Regions from separate parts of the Mus musculus genome. Here regions 1 and 3 are each linked to region 2. Evidence: chromatin contacts called from public HiChIP or PLAC-seq and promoter capture Hi-C data. All regions are on one chromosome and are shown on one strand. Each heading gives the region's core, a stretch centred on a gene start, on an enhancer-like site or on the middle of the called end of the contact. The rest is flanking DNA. Distances are from core to core; before and after follow the strand shown. Region 1 holds the start of Cdhr2 (cadherin-related family member 2). Region 2 has its middle 28 kb from the start of Nsd1. Region 3 holds the start of B4galt7 (xylosylprotein beta1,4-galactosyltransferase, polypeptide 7 (galactosyltransferase I)).

The links. Promoter capture Hi-C pulls out the DNA fragments that hold promoters and counts their contacts. HiChIP or PLAC-seq counts read pairs in DNA pulled down with a chosen protein or histone mark.
Region 1: an H3K4me3 HiChIP or PLAC-seq map of embryonic basal ganglia shows a contact between it and region 2, with 4 times the contacts expected there. The contact joins the promoter of Cdhr2 here to the enhancer-like site in region 2. A contact is called at or near these places in 15 of 39 promoter capture datasets (the 3T3-L1 cell line, 3T3-L1-derived adipocytes, the C10 cell line and 9 more), 8 of 484 Hi-C or Micro-C datasets (the AML12 cell line, CD8 T cells, the G1E-ER4 cell line and 4 more), 24 of 115 datasets of contacts at active chromatin or transcription factors (the 230-238 cell line, the SCID.adh cell line, astrocytes and 17 more) and 4 of 9 other capture datasets (adipose tissue, embryonic stem cells, liver and 1 more).
Region 3: a promoter capture Hi-C map of liver shows a contact between it and region 2, with 2.5 times the contacts expected there. The contact joins the promoter of B4galt7 here to the enhancer-like site in region 2. A contact is called at or near these places in 2 of 39 promoter capture datasets (liver and pre-B cells), 1 of 484 Hi-C or Micro-C datasets (B cells), 1 of 115 datasets of contacts at active chromatin or transcription factors (bone marrow-derived macrophages) and 1 of 9 other capture datasets (adipose tissue).

The regions. Positions count from the first base shown.
Region 1 is chr13:54,699,340-54,704,250 of GRCm38.p6, forward strand. It overlaps Cdhr2 (cadherin-related family member 2), which reads left to right and starts at 2,124. Exons shown (of 32, transcript NM_001033364.3): 1 at 2,124-2,230.
Region 2 is chr13:55,178,898-55,183,714 of GRCm38.p6, forward strand. No RefSeq gene overlaps it. Among named protein-coding and RNA genes, the nearest start is that of Nsd1, 28 kb to the right of the region's middle. Within about 2 kb of position 3,359, at least 309 of the 459 cell types and tissues checked have an H3K27ac peak or open chromatin away from gene starts, as enhancers often do. A contact at or near this core is called in CD8 T cells, the G1E-ER4 cell line, the SCID.adh cell line and 20 more, where this site is marked.
Region 3 is chr13:55,597,989-55,603,047 of GRCm38.p6, forward strand. It overlaps B4galt7 (xylosylprotein beta1,4-galactosyltransferase, polypeptide 7 (galactosyltransferase I)), which reads left to right and starts at 1,908. Exons shown (of 6, transcript NM_146045.2): 1 at 1,908-2,204. The coding sequence starts at 2,155.

The DNA of each region.
Region 1 (4,911 bases), core at 874-3,373, 480 kb before region 2:
AGACCCTGCAAACAGAGTCCTTTATTCTGGTGGTATCCAGCATCCGTGAGACACAATGTAAAGCACACAGTAGGTTGAAGTGGAAACTTTTGGTTTCTTTGGAAAGTCAGTCATGTCAAATAATGTTCTGCCGGGGCACACAGATGAAAGGCTGTTCTGCTAAAGCAGACACATGAAAGGACGCATGATGTTTAGAAAGATGATAAATATGACTCCACAGACACTGGGAGCTCGAGCATTGACTGGTTCCACCTCACTCGCTAGTCTTCGCTGACGACCTTCATGTATTGGTTGGCCTTACATTGTGTTGGTGAGCTTTGCTTGTGGTGGAAAGAAACTCGTCTAAGAACTCCTGAGGTTTCTTGTGGCTTCTTGCAGCTTCAGCAAGCTCCAGCCCGTTGGTGAGACTCCCAGTTTCTTTTGATTCGTGTGTGATGTCTGTTGAGTGGACTGGACTGCAGCTGCTGATTGGGGTTTGGTGTTTCCTCGTGGACTGAACTAAGGAGAAAGAAGATTGGAAGATCCCAAAGAACTGTTTCTAAACAGGCCCACTTCCAGGGGCTGGAGAGATGGCTCAGCGGTTAAGAGCATTGACTGCTCTTCCAGAGGCCATGAGTTCAATTCCCAGTAACCACATGGTGGCTCACAACCATCTATAATGGGATCTGATGCCCTCTTCTGGTGTGTCTGAAGACAGCTACAGTGTATTCATATACATAAAATAAAAAAATAAATCTAAAACAAAAAAAGGTCCACTTCCCCATATCCTTTTTTTTGTTTGTTTTTTGTTTTTTGAGACAGGGTTTCTCTGTGTAGCCCTGGCTGTCCTGGAACTCACTCTGTAGACCAGGCAGGCTGGCCTTGAACTCAGAAATCCACCTGCCTCTGCCTCCCGAGTGCTGGGATTAAAGGCATGTGCTAACATGCCCACTCACTTCCCCATATTCTAATAAACTTTCCTACTACCTCTGGTGGGTGGTGGGCTAGAGGGGAGGTTGAACCCTTATGGAAGTAGGTTGTGAAAAATACATGCCCACACTAGGTGCTCAGCAAATACAGATTCTCCTCCTTCCTCAGAGACGTGAGGCCAGCCTTCAATGGGACCTTGCAGAACCATGAGCTCTTTGGGTAGATTGGTGCTTCCTGAGAACCCGCAGCAGCACACCAGGATTGCACAGGGATGCCTCGGTCTCCAGAGCGAACAGCAGCCACTCAGCCAGGAAGGGGCGCACGGCTGGTGAGCTGCAGCATGGGCCTCCTTCCTACTATGAGGTAAGATGAAATGAACTTGGGGACCTGTTCCCCCGAGGGAGGCCACCACTGGGAGTGTGTGGAGCCCCTGGGGCAGTGTGTGATCCTGCCCTTTGATTTTGTTTGTTTGTTTGTTTGTTTGTTTGTTTGTTTTGTTTTCATTTGTTTTTTGAGACGGGGTTTCTCTGTCTAGCCCTGGCTGCCCTGGGACTAGCTCTGTAGACCAGGTTGGCCTCAACTCAGATATCTCCCTGCCTCTACTTCCCAAGTCCTGGGATCAAAGGCACCACTGCCTGGCTTGTTTTTGTTTCTTTGAGATAACATCTTATTATGTCTGGTTTAAAACTGGTTATAGAGACCAGCTAGGCCTGGTACTCACAGGGATCCACCTGCCTCTGTCTTCTGAGTGCTGGGATTAAGGACATATGCCACTATGCCCAGTGTTGGCCCTGCCCTTTGATGTCCTGCTTAGAGGGGACAAATACAGGGCTGAAAAGGCCTTGTTGGAACTGCAGGGTGGGTACCCCTTCATGCCGGCCTCGGGGCTTGGCCTGAGGGCTCAAGGGCTTGATAGCTGTCAAGTCTCTTCATCCCAAGAGATCTCCCCACACCGCTTTCTCTACAGGTCCCCACTGAAGATGAGCCAGGAGAGGACAGAAGGTCCTGACATGACCTCTGACTGTCACCACCTCTTGCTTGCAGTGAGACCCTGGGCTGGGCATTTGCCCCTTCTCTGTCACTGGGCCTGCCTATTCCTCCAGGGTTTTGCCTGCTCTGGTCACAGCCAGTGCCTTCTGAGGAGGTGTGGTCTCTGCATGGTTAATGATTGCTCAGAAGAGGTGGAGATGGTGCCAAAGTCTGCGCTGTGTTCTGCCGGCCCCAGACGGCGCCCACCTGTGACTGGTGTACATCACTGCCTCTGGGCCCCTTCCAGGGGCTGTCCAGATCAGCTGCTTCTGGGGGGGCTCTTAGCCCGAGGGTAAGCCTGGGTGGGGGGCTGTCCTTGGGATTGAGGCAAACTTTGAGTTCTTTCAGACTCAGTTTCCTGGCATCTGGAGTATGGAGGGAACACCAAGGGGAAGAGCTAGCTGTGGCGTTAGCTACTTGTCATGGGGAGGGCGGGAATTGATGAAGCTACCCGTGAAGCCTGTTTCTTCTAGAATGTAGGGTAAGATCTCCTCTCTAGGCAGTGGCAACCTCCTGTTTGCCTTCCTAAGTCCCTGAGAAGTGAATTGGCTACCTCATCTGTTACCTAAAAGGAGAAGATGAGGAAGATGGCTGAATCTGTCCCGGAGCCTGAGGAGGAAAGGCTGGCTCCACTCCGCCAGGCTCAGATCTTCATTCAGCTCCATGCAGACTTTGAGTGAGCTGCTGACTGCTTTTGGGCCTCAGTCTTTGCGTCTGTGGAGTGGGCACAGTACTAGTAGCCCCTGGAGGGCTCGTGAATCAGATATGGCAGGGTACGGAGGCTGTCCCTCTCAGACTCAGAGATCAAACGCTAGGTCACCTCAGGGAGGACTAACGATGCTGGTCCCAACCCTAACTTAGTCCTTGTCCTGGTCACAGGGTAAAGACTCAGCCAGGCCAGCTTGTGTCTTCAAACAGGACTTACATGCTGACTGGTCCCAGGTAGCATATCAGAGAATAATGACATTCCCCTGACCAGCCTAGGCCATAGCCTGCTCTCACCTCATTCCTCAGAGGAAAACCAAAGCTGAGGACAAGGGAGGCTCGCCCAGTGCTGGACAGACAGTATGTGAAATGCTAAAATCCTAACTTGGGGCCTGATCCATACCCGTCTCTCAGAGGAAGCAGCCAGGAGGGCGGGCACCATCTCTGGCTACAGGAAGCCCGGTATCCCTGGAAACTTAAAGGTCCCTGGGTCCGTATCTTGGGGAGCTGGATCACTTGGCTGGGCTGGTGGAATTAGGAGAGACCTTTGTTAGGCTCAGCAGAATGGTACCTGGGTCTAGCCTTGCCTGCAGCTGGTGATTGACCTTCTATCTTTGTTGTTGACTGTCCCTCTGATCTGATCTCTGTTTTCTTAGGGCAATGGAGAGTAACTGTGAGGTAGCTGCTTCCTTCCTGTGAGGCAGCTGTGGGAAGGAAGCAGAAGCGAAAGGAAGGGCTCAGGGAGCTGTGGAGGCTGAGGCAGGGTGGGGTGGCTGTGGGGTTAGCGAGCCCGCCCGTGGCTGAGCCTTTAGCAGGGGAGGGCTCCCTTCCTCTGTAGCCTTCCAAGATGTCCTGGGGTCTTCACATCCAGTCGACTGAATTGTAGAGTCTTTGGTTTCCTGGAGTCTTGTCGAACTGCGGCCAATGTGTCCGCTGAGACAAGAGAGAGGAAACCCCTGCTGTGTCAGGCCTGGCAGAGCATGACCTGGGTCTGGGGGTCCGTAGAGTGATCTGGAGCCCCTATGCTCCTGACTTTTCCTCAGACACTTTATAGGTGAATAGCTGTGCAGTTTTGTTTTTAACTGACACAAAGTAATTGAACATATTGATAGAGTCCAGCAGACCATCTCCACATTCCAGGGTGTGTCCTTCACAGCTACCATGCTCTCTGTGGTAGAGAGCCTCCTGTCCAGCCCCAAACCAGTGGGCTGGGAGCCTGGGAGCAAGGACCTGGGATTTCTAGGTTCTAGATCTGTTCTTTCTTTCATCTTTCTCCACTATCCCTATCTTCTTCTCCCTCCCTCCTTGCTTCTCTTTCCTTTTACGGGTCTCTCAATACAGCTCAGCCTTATATAGAACCAGAGGGCCTCCTCTCTGCTGAGCACTGGGATACTGGCTGGGCTCCAGGCCCAGTTTCCCATCATTTAAAGAAGTAGAGTGGTTGGGAGCTGGCATCAGTGGTGTCTCACATGAGCCTATGTTTGACTTGTGGTCCTCCATAGGAGAAAAGGGCACCTAGGGGACGTTCGCCCAGCTCCAGTGCCTGGGCACATGGCCTCCCTTCTTCCATATGACCTGTAGCATATGTTCCCTGACTGGAGCTCAGCGGCTCTGGCTGTGAGTCTTGAAGGACAGAGAGAATTTGCACATGGGCAAGGGACACAAGAGGGCCTTTGGGGCTGAAGAGACACATGCAAATCTAGGGTAAAGAGAACGCAGGGTGTGTGTGTGTGTGTGTGTGTGTGTGTGTGTGTGTGTGTGTACTGTGTGTGTGTGTGTACTGGATACCACAGAGGAAAAGGGATCCACTCTTGGAAGGTGAAACCTGGGTCCCCTAAGAATTTGTCTTGCCAAGGGTGGGAAGTATGGCCCACAGCCAGTCTGAGCCTTGCACGGGTCTGGTCTTGAGAGTGCCTGTGCCTATAGAGGTAAGGCTGGTCACCTGGTACTTTCCTATCTCATAACACATTTTTCTTAAGTGATGGAGTCTGGGAGATACTGCTGCTGCCAAGTGCAGAACTTTGGCCTCATTATGGTCAGTGAGTATGTTTGTGAAAAGTCAGTGACAAAGGGGACAAGACTGTGAAACTCGGGGTCAACTCATACAGTATAGGAAGGAGGATCAAAAGGAGTTCTAGGTATGAGTCAGGCATGACCCTGTGACAGCTAGATAGAAGACCCAGCTTCCTGGAGGTGTAAGGGTCCCCATAGGTAAAAAGGAATGTGTAAGCCATCTCCCCTTTCCAGGAGATAGTGACTTCACAGGGG
Region 2 (4,817 bases), core at 2,109-4,608:
CAACTGTTTATTTTATTTCACGTGTGTGAATGTTTCATCTGCTTGCATGTATGTGCGCTTTGCAGAAGTCGGACAGGATCATCGGATCACCTAGGGACAGGATGGAGCCCTTGGTCCCCAAGCAAGAGCAGCAAGTGTTTTTAACCACTGAACCCTCTCTCCAGACTTCCCTGGGAGACAGTTTTCTTCAGAAACAAGTTTCTAATCCATGCTTGGGGGAGGTGCTAAGCAACTGCGTCTACTCAAAACCCTCCACTGACTTCAGGATTGGGGTCCATGGCCCTTAACATGACTCAGGATTTCAGTCTGGTCCTCCTCAGCCCCAGCCCCCTGCATGGGTGCTCCCACATGGTGCCTCCAACCAGAAATTCCCTGTATCTCTGCAATAGCCATGGATGTTGTTGTGATTTGAATAGGTATGGTCCCCATAAAGTCATGTGTTTGACTGTTTGGCCTATAGGGTGTGGCACTATTAGGAGGTGTGGCCTTGTTGGAGGTGTGTCAGTGGGGGCAGGCTTTGATGTCTCCTATGCTCAAGCTACACCCAGTGTGGCACACAGTCTCCTGATTCCTGAGGAACTCTCAGCTCAGTCGGTATGCCTGTCATGTCTGCCTGGATGCTGCCATGCTTCCTACCATGATGATAATGGACTGAACCTCAGAACATGTAAGCCAGCCCCAATTAAATGTTTTCCTTTTTAAGAGTTGCCTTGGTCATGGTGTCTGTTCACAGCAGTAAAACCTTAACTAAGACAGTGGGAAAAAGTGTCTCACAGAGTGGGAACAGCAAGTGCAAAGGCCAAGGTATCTCTAAGGAGACGGGAGAAGCCAAGGACTGGAAAGAAAACTAGAGTTGCCAGAGCTGTGCCAATAGATCTCAGGGGCCTTGGCAAGGGGTTGAGTATCTGGCAAAGGGTGGAAGGTGAGGTTTTCAGCAGCAAATGTCATGATAGCGCATATGTTTGGAAAGAGTCCCACAGAGCTGCCTGGTACGAGCTGGCAGTTTAGATGGAGCTGGCAGGGGCACATGGGAGATAGAAGGTGGAGGCTTGGATTCTTGAGACCTTACTCCAAGCTGGTTCTGCCTGCATTAGGGCTCTCAATCTCTGGCTTTAGCTTTTCTGGAGCCAAGACAAGGATCAGGCCTCTGACTGACCTCCTTAGGGAGAACTTCCTCCTCCTCCTCCTCCTCCTCCTCTTCTTCCTCTTCTCCTTTATTTATTTATTTTATGAATATGAGCACATCATTGCTCTCTTCAGACTCATCAGAAGAGGGCATCAGATCCCATTACAGATGATTGTGAGCCACCACGTGGTTGCTGGGAATTGAACTCAGGACCTCTGGAAGAGCAGTCGGTACTCTTCAGCCCAGGGGAACTCTTCTTACTTGTGTGTGTTATGCCAGCTCTGGATACATTTCAGGCCTACCCCTCCAACATCCAACTTCCCAGCTTCTGGTAGGAAGCTGAGCTGTGAGACCTGCCAACCTACTTCACGGAGGAGGAAGCTTAGATGCAAAGTTGGGGAGCTAGCTACCAGAGGAAGAGGTGAGCTTTGAGCCAAGGTCTCTGTGCCCTCCCACCATCCCAGTTATAAGAACAGCCAGTTATACCCAGGCCTACCAGTTATAGGCAGGGCTCTGTCACCCTGTGTGACTCAGCATTCTCTCCTGCAAGATGGGGGCATACCAGTTTCTCACTGCTGTGACAGAAGCAAGCAAGTAGGGAAGGAATGGTTTGTTCAGGCTCATGGTGGGAGGGTACAGTCCGAGACAGCATGGCGGCAGGAGAGTGGTCATGTGGCACCCACAACCAGAAAGCATCAGAAGATGAACTCTGGTGTTTCTCACTCTCCATCTTTCTAGGAACAGCTCTGTAGACAGGCCTATAGATGCATTTCCATGGAGTCAAGTTGATGTTGTGAAAGTTTCCTCTAGGATTGAAACATTCCACTATGCAGGCGAGATCATGTTTCCTTGGTTTGGTTTGGTTTGGTTTGGTTTGGTTTGGTTTGGTTTGGTTTGGTTTTTTCGAGACAGGGTTTCTCTGTATAGCCCTGGCTGTCCTGGAACTCACTTTGTAGACCAGGCTGCCAGGCTGGCCTCGAACTCAGAAATTCGCCTGTCTCTGCCTTCCGAGTGCTGGGACAGCCAGGGCTACAGAGAAACCCTGTCTCGAAAAACCAAAAAAAAAAAAAAAAAAAAAAAAAAAAAAGAGTTGCCTTGGTCATGGTGTCTGTTCACCGCAGCAAAACCCTAACTAAGACATCTCCCCAGGAAAAGCTTTGTCATACAACAGTTGACAAAGAGGATTAACATGATCATCATAATAACCTGCCTAGTAGTATCTGTAAGGTGGATGGAACGGGTACCCATCCCGCCCAGGACGGCACTGGCGTCAGCAGCATAGGAACGCTGTTGCAGTAGCTGCACTTGCTCGGGAGAGCTCGGATAAGGAAGGAGGAAGCCGAGGCTTTGCCAAGTCACCTAAGTCCAGTCAAAGGCGCCCAATGCAAGCAGCGTTTCCTTTCCCATTTGCCAGGGTGTTTGTTTGTTTGTTTGTTTTGTTTTGTTTTGTTCTGTTTGTTTTGCTTTTTTTTTTTTCTTTTTCCTGAGCCCTGGCTGTCCTGTAACTCTCTTTGTAAACCAGGCTGTCCTGAAACTCACTGAGATCCTCCAGCCTCTGTCCTCCCTGAATGCTGGGATTAAAAGTGGTGACTCTTGTCAATTTGTTTTTTTTTTTTAAGATTTATTTATTATTATATGTAAGTATACTGTAGCTGTCTTCAGACACACCAGAAGAGGGAGTCAGATCTCGTTAGGGATGGTTGTGAGCCACCATGTGGTTGCTGGGATTTGAACTCAGGACCTTCGGAAGAGCAGTCGGGTGCTCTTACCCACTGAGCCATCTCACCAGCCCAGTCAATTTGTTTTTAAGATAGACTCTCTTATAGCCCAGGTTGCCCCTAAAGTCACAATGTAACCAAGAATAACCTGGAACTTCTATTTGAGTTAGTCCTACTATGTAGTCCCCCCTGGCCTCAAACCACAGAGATAGGCCTGACCCCGCCTCCCAAATGCCAGAAAGTGTGCACCCCCACACCTAGCTGACCTTGAACTTCGGAGTCTCTTCACTTTCCACCACCAAGCTTACAGGCTTGCACCTCCAGACCTAGTTTTTTTGTTTTGTTTTGTTTTTCCTTTCTTATTTATTTATTTATTTATTTATTTATTTATTTATTTATGATTCTTCAGCTGACAGCAAGAGTATCTATTGTACACGAGTTACACTTGGCCACAAGTGAGAACAGACCTAGTCCAGAATGCCAAAGGTCCAGGGCAGAGAGCCAGCCGGACTGTTTGGGTTATAAGAAAGGCAGTCATTTTCCCAGGTGATCTCGGCCAGATCACGTTCCAGGTCCACTGAGACTTACTACCGACAGCAGCATACAGATCAACAACTTGTTCCGGTGTCCTGGCCTTCGGCATCCCTTACCTCTCTGCTCCTGCAGGCTTCGTGGGTGCACAAGCTAATTTACTTGGACCTCTGCCTCTTCTTTCTTCTCTTCTCTTGCGCCTCAGCCTGCGCATTCATTCGCATTCTCTTCTTCCGCCACTTCCCTCTCGTGGCGCAGGAGTTTCAAAGAAGATGGCGCTAAGGCCGAGCCAAACCTAGTTTTTATAAGGGGCCTTGAAAGCGTACGAAGGAGCCACTACATTCTAGAGTCCTAAAAGGCACAACAAATGCCCTGAGCCCAGAAGCAAGCTACTCTCTTCTCAGACGTTGACAGCTCAGGGTTTGGGAGCCCGGGAGACGCCAGACAGAGAAGTGACGAGGGCCAGGAAGCCCAGGCTTGCAGTGAAGGAGTCCAGGGCTCCTTCCCTCCCTGAGAACTCCTCTATGTAATTCCCGTGCTTAGTCACATGGGGGTGACAGTGCATCAGGGAGGCCCTGCTCCTCTGAGTCAGCAAAAATAGAAAAACTAAGTGGGGCTGGAGACAGTGACTAAAAGCAATGAGTGCTCTTCCAGAGGACCTGGGTTCAATTCCCAGCACCCACATGGCAGCTCACAATTGTCTGTAACTCCAAGATTTGATACCCCCCCCCAAAAAAAAAAGAAAAGAAATTAAAAAAAAAAAGATTTGATACCCTTACCCGGACATACCAATGCACATAAAATAATAATAATAATTAATAAGCAGGAGCTAAAGGAGGGCTGGCTTATCAGGTAAAGATGCTCACCGCCAAATCTGATGATCTGAGTTGAGTCACTGGAACCCACACATTGGAGGGACAGATCAGACTCCTGAAAGCTGCCCTCTGACCTACACTGGTGCACACTCCCCTAAAAGAATTAAATAAATGGTTTGTTTTAGTGTCTTTTTTTTTTTTTTTTCGTTTTTCGAGACAGGGTTTCTCTGTGTAGCCCTGGCTGTCTCCTGGAACTCACTCTGTAGACCAGGCTGGCCTCGAACTCAGAAATCTGCCTGCCTCTGCCTCCCGAGTGCTGGGATTAAAGGCGTGCACTACCACGCCCGGCTCATAGTAGTATCTTTAGGTGACTCAGAGATCTACTGAGAATTCTTACCACATCCCAGTGACGGACAGTCCATTCAAATTCCCAACTGACAAGTCAGACAGCCTGCCCAAGATTACCCAGCCAGAATGTGAACCTGGTCAGGGTTGCTCCCAATCAGGCTGCAGCAGCTTCTGATCCTAGGCTCACAGTCCAGCTCCAGCCTCTGTCTGCCAGCATCTGGAGGCTAAGCTGCTTCAGCTGAGCTGGCAGAGCAGAGTTCTTCGTGGGGAGAGACATGC
Region 3 (5,059 bases), core at 658-3,157, 420 kb after region 2:
GCACTCAGGAGGCAGAGGCAGGTAGATCTCTGTGAGTTCAAGGCCAGCCTGGTCTATGTAGTGAATCCAGGACAGCCAAGGCTATTACACAGAGAAGCCATGTCTGGAAAAAACAAAAAGAGGGTGGGTGGGAGTAGTAACTTCCAGAGGGCACAAGGCCTCACACTCCAGGGTAGTCTCCACCTGTGAACATCACGATCTCCATCCTTGCTATGGTTTCTTGTAGCGGGCAGGTGCTGACGGGTTTGTCAAAACCATCTGACATTGCTCACCAAGAGTGCCAAGTGTCAACATGACAAATAACGGAACACTGATTTAAAAGCAGTTCATTTGGGTTTGTTTTGTTTTTTTCGAGACAGGGTTTCTCTGTACAGCCTTGGCTGTCCTGGAACTCACTTTGTAAACCAGGCTGGCCTCAAACTCAGAAATCTGCCTGCCTCTGCCTTCCGAGTGCTGGGATTAAAGGCGTGTGCCACCACCGCCTGGCTAATTTGGGTTTTTATGTAAAATTTAGTTTCTTGAGTTTGAGGTCTAACACTAGAGCAACAGGTCACCTGACTGTCTTATCGCCTGATGGCCCTGCCTAACTGGTCTCTGCAGGAGGTCAATCCTGCCTTTAAGATCTGCCACATCAGGCTGGAGAGATGACTCAGTGGTTAAGAGCACTGACTGATCTTCCAGAGGTCCTGAGTTCAATTCCCAGCAACCACATGGTGTCTCACAACCGTCTGTAATGGGCATCCGATGCCTTCTGATGTGTCTGAAGAGAGTGACAGTGTACTCACATATATAAAATAAATCTTAAAAGAAAATTAAAAAAAAAAAAAAGGTCTGCCCCATCTATGGTTGACTTGGTAAGTTTCTGGTGTGGGATGCAGAGCCCTAGGTGAGCCACAGAGCAAATCATTGAGTTGTGTTTGTTAGGGTTTAAGAGGGGAAAGAAAGTTAAGAACAATTAACTTAACCAATAGTGAAGATCTACCTTGAAACAATGCACTTGAAATTGGAGATCATGGATTGTGGCTGGAAAGATTGTGCACACAAACCAATGACCTGCCTGTGCCTTGGTCCTTTCATCTTCACAATGGAAATAATACCTATTCATAAAGACTGAATAAAAGCACAGCCATAAAGAACTTAGAACAGGAGCTGGAGAGATGGCTCGATGCTCTTCCAGAGGTCCTGAGTTCAAATCTCAGCAACCACATGGTGGCTCACGGGCTGACAACCATCCGTAATGAGATCTGATGCCCTCTCCTGGACTGTCTGAAGTCAGCTACAGTGTACTTACATATAATAACTAAATCTTAAAAAAAAATGAGTAGCACAAAGTAAAACTTAATAAATGTTAGGTACTTATTAGAATATTAAATTTTGCCTGAAAGAACAGACATGAAGTCTAGTAACTGCCTCTCTTTTCCCAGGTGGGGAAGAGGGGAAGAGAGTAGATAAATTCACACAGGCAAAGAGGCGGCTCAGTCTCCTATTCATTCCTTAGGTTCTCAAATCGGACGACAGCATTTATATAGTGTGACTGTGCCAAGCACTGCACCAAATGGGTTTTCGTTTCCTACAATGACCACACAGAATACGAACAATTTATATAACCCAAGTGATGAAACCGTCACAGAGAAATCGACTCGCCTCAGCGTTGTTAAATTATCAGAGCAGTGTTTGAAGCACAATCAGTCTTCCGAGATCAGCTCCGAATTCTGAACTGGATCTTATGCTCCAAGAGTACGTGCTTTCTCTGCTGGGCTGACCGTAGGAATGCTGCGATGATACCAGCCTTCACTTGGGGGAAAAAGGAGGAAGATGTACCTTATCCCAGACGTTCTGTTATGCAGTACACGTCTAGTTCCAGCTAGTCTCTAGCTTGTTTGGTCGCCTTTGACTTGGGTGATGGGAGGGAACTCCCTTTCTTGTGACATCCAGTGGGCCCTTGTATGTAGTGAGAACCTAGCTAGGTCCCGCCATCGGTTCTCCAGACAGCAGAACCTTATAAGCTGTGGCTCTGAGGTGCAGCCGGCCCAACCGGAGGGACGGACTCGGCGGACCGGGGGGCGGGGCGGGGGCGGAGACGCCGCGTAGGCTGGGCAGGCCGGGCAGCGGGGCTTTGAGCCAGAGCCCCATGTCCTGCTGTGTCCCGCCACGATGTTGCCCTCCCGGAGGAAAGCGGCGCAGCTGCCCTGGGAGGATGGCAGGTGAGCGGCCGCAACGGGCAGGAGCCGCGTCCCCCTGGGTGCCATTCCTTTTCTCGACCTCCTGCAAATCTTAGCAGCCCTACGCTGTCGCATCTGGGTTTCTGGGGGTCACCCTGAGTGTTTGTGGTTCTCTGGGGGTGGGGGGAACGTCATTGGTATTGTCTGCACGGCTCTCTTTTCCTACTAGCTTCTATTCTGCGCGTCCCTGTGTCTGGGTCTCTGCCTTGCTCTCTCCATTGATCTTTTTGTTTGGACCGCGAACTAGTCCAGTGGCTCTCAACCTGTGGGTCGCGGCCCCCTTGGGTTGCATATATCAGACATTTATGTTACGATTCATAACAATAACAAAACCACAAATGTGGAATAACGACGACATTTATGGTTGGGGACCACCACAACCGTGAGGAGTTGTATAAAAGGGCTGCAGCAGTAGGAAGGCTGAGAACCACTCTTTCTCCTGTGCCTTTGTGTGTTTGTCTGTCTGTTTTCATGTAGCAGATGATTCTGTTCGTTTCTTACAGCGGATCTCTCTGTGTTGTGGCGCTGAAGGTCTTTATTTATTTATTTATTTATTTTCTGTCTGCCCCGTCATATCCATGTGACTTCAAATCCTATCCTTCGCCTTCATGCCCTCTCATACTTTGCGGTTGGCCGGGAAGATCACACCAGACAGAGCTTCCTGTGTTCTCTTCCTGGTTGGTTAGCCATTGCCTGTCTTATACTAGACACACCCAGTAGTTCATTTCCTGTGCTGCTGTACTTGTGTGGGGGTCTGCTTTAAGTGTTAGGTGTGAGTCTGGCTCATACCCGAGTTTAAGATATTTCTCACTGAAACAGAATGGCGGAGGTGATTTTCCTGCCTAGATTTATGGGGCATTACACTTTTAGGCTTGAAGCATCTTTTTGTTTGGACCTTGGGCTAGTCCAGTGGTTCTCAACCTGTGGGTCGCGCCCCCCCATGGGTTGCATACATCAGATATTTATATTATGATCCATAACAATAACAAAGTCACAGGTATGGAGGAACAATGTAATTTATGGTTGGGGGCCCCCATTTTCTTTCCCCCAACACGTTAGTGTATATTCACTTAATGAATGACACATTTGTTAGATATTGTAAGGCTCTAGAATTTAGTGGACACACTTTTGGGGTGTTTGTTTCTTTTTCTTTTTCTTTTCTTTTTTTTTTTCAGATTTGGTGTTAAAAGGTGACAGTAATATAGTAGAAGCATGGTCCATGGTGGCCAGAAATAGACCACTTAATTTTTCTGACCTCGGTTTTCCATCTCTGAAATGAATATCATAATATCTACTTGTAAGGGCTCATTGAAGAATGGTGAAGATAGTTTATAGAGGAGAATTGCCATCTTCTGATCATTTTCTGTTATTGTGTTCTCAGAAAAATAGATTGATGTCCATTCAGTGCTTTTGACACAGTGGCAAAGATTCATGGGACATATATAAAATAGTGTAGTAACTGGGTGGTAGCTCTAGTGCGAGCTTACTTGGGTTTGAAGCACCCCTAACTAGCTTTAGGTAAAGGAGACCATCCCTTTTCTAAATCATCCCTGAGAACCTGAGTGTGGGAGCAGCCAGTACTGCAGTTCTGAAGATGACCACCAGGTGGCACCAGCAGCCTCTGTTGTCTGTGTTCAGTATCATCACTTTTACTGATAAAATTGGGACCCTCAGTGGTTTTGGCTTTTAGAGCAAAGAGTGAGAGTGTCCTTGGGCACACGTTCTTTTTGTTTGTTTGTTTTTTGTTTTTCGAGACAGGGTTTCTCTGTGTAGCCCTGGCTGTCCTGGAACTCAGTCTGTAGACCAGGCTGGCCTTGAACTCAGAAATCCGCCTGCCTCTGCCTCCCGAGTGCTGGGATTAAAGGTGTGCACCACCACACCGGGCTTGGGCACACGTTCTTTATAGAAAGGGGAGGTTGAATTGAAGAAACAGCACGAGAAAGCACATGGACTGTCCGATCCATGCCTTGCTCCTGGATAATGGTCATTGTTTATTCCCCCAAAGGCGGTCTATTACCCATTGCTCATCATATAAATCTCAGTCCTGCTCCCAGAAGGAGCCCAGAGTGCAAGAAAGAATCTATAAAGGTCCCAGGCCTGTCAGGCCATTTGCAGGTCTGGGCTCTACTGCTCCACAGTGGAAACCATCACCACAGGACAATGGGGGGTAAGTCAGAAGTCCTGTGAGGGGAGTCCTACCGGGCAACCTCTCAGCTGCACGAGGGACCTGGGCCTGGCTTCAGGGCTGCTGGCTTCCAGGTTTGCAGCTGTGTCTTTAGAGAAAGGTAGGCATGGATGTGGCTCCAGTGTGTACCTTGCAGCATGCTTGGCCTGCGTTGACCCTTCTCCTAACACGATTGACAAGTTCTTTGCTGTTTGACTGGGCCTGAGGCCACAGATAAAAATATGACATGTTCTGCAAGTAGGATCATGCAGGCCGTCTCAAGTGAGCGATGTAAGGACCGAAGTGCAGGGTACCCTGGGAACACAGCAGGGAGCTTGGTGGGGGCAGTGATGGGTGTGACATGATGTGGGTTTTTGGCCTTGAAAGATTGGGAGAAAACTCCTAAGTAGATAAAATAAGAGGATATCACTTAGGAGAAAAGGAGGGTGGGGTAGGAGTGGGTTGGAGCAGAAGTGTAGCCAGTAGAAAGGCCTTTTGTTACCCCGGATGAGAGGGAACGGTTGTGAGAAACTGCAGAGTTTCTCCAACATCACAGAGCGCCTGGACAGAGGGTTCTGACTGTTAGACTAAGGGTTTGGGCATTAACCTTGTGAGCAGAGTCAGAACAGCCATAGGAGTGAAAGTGAAGGACAGCTCGAAGACCAGCAGGCAA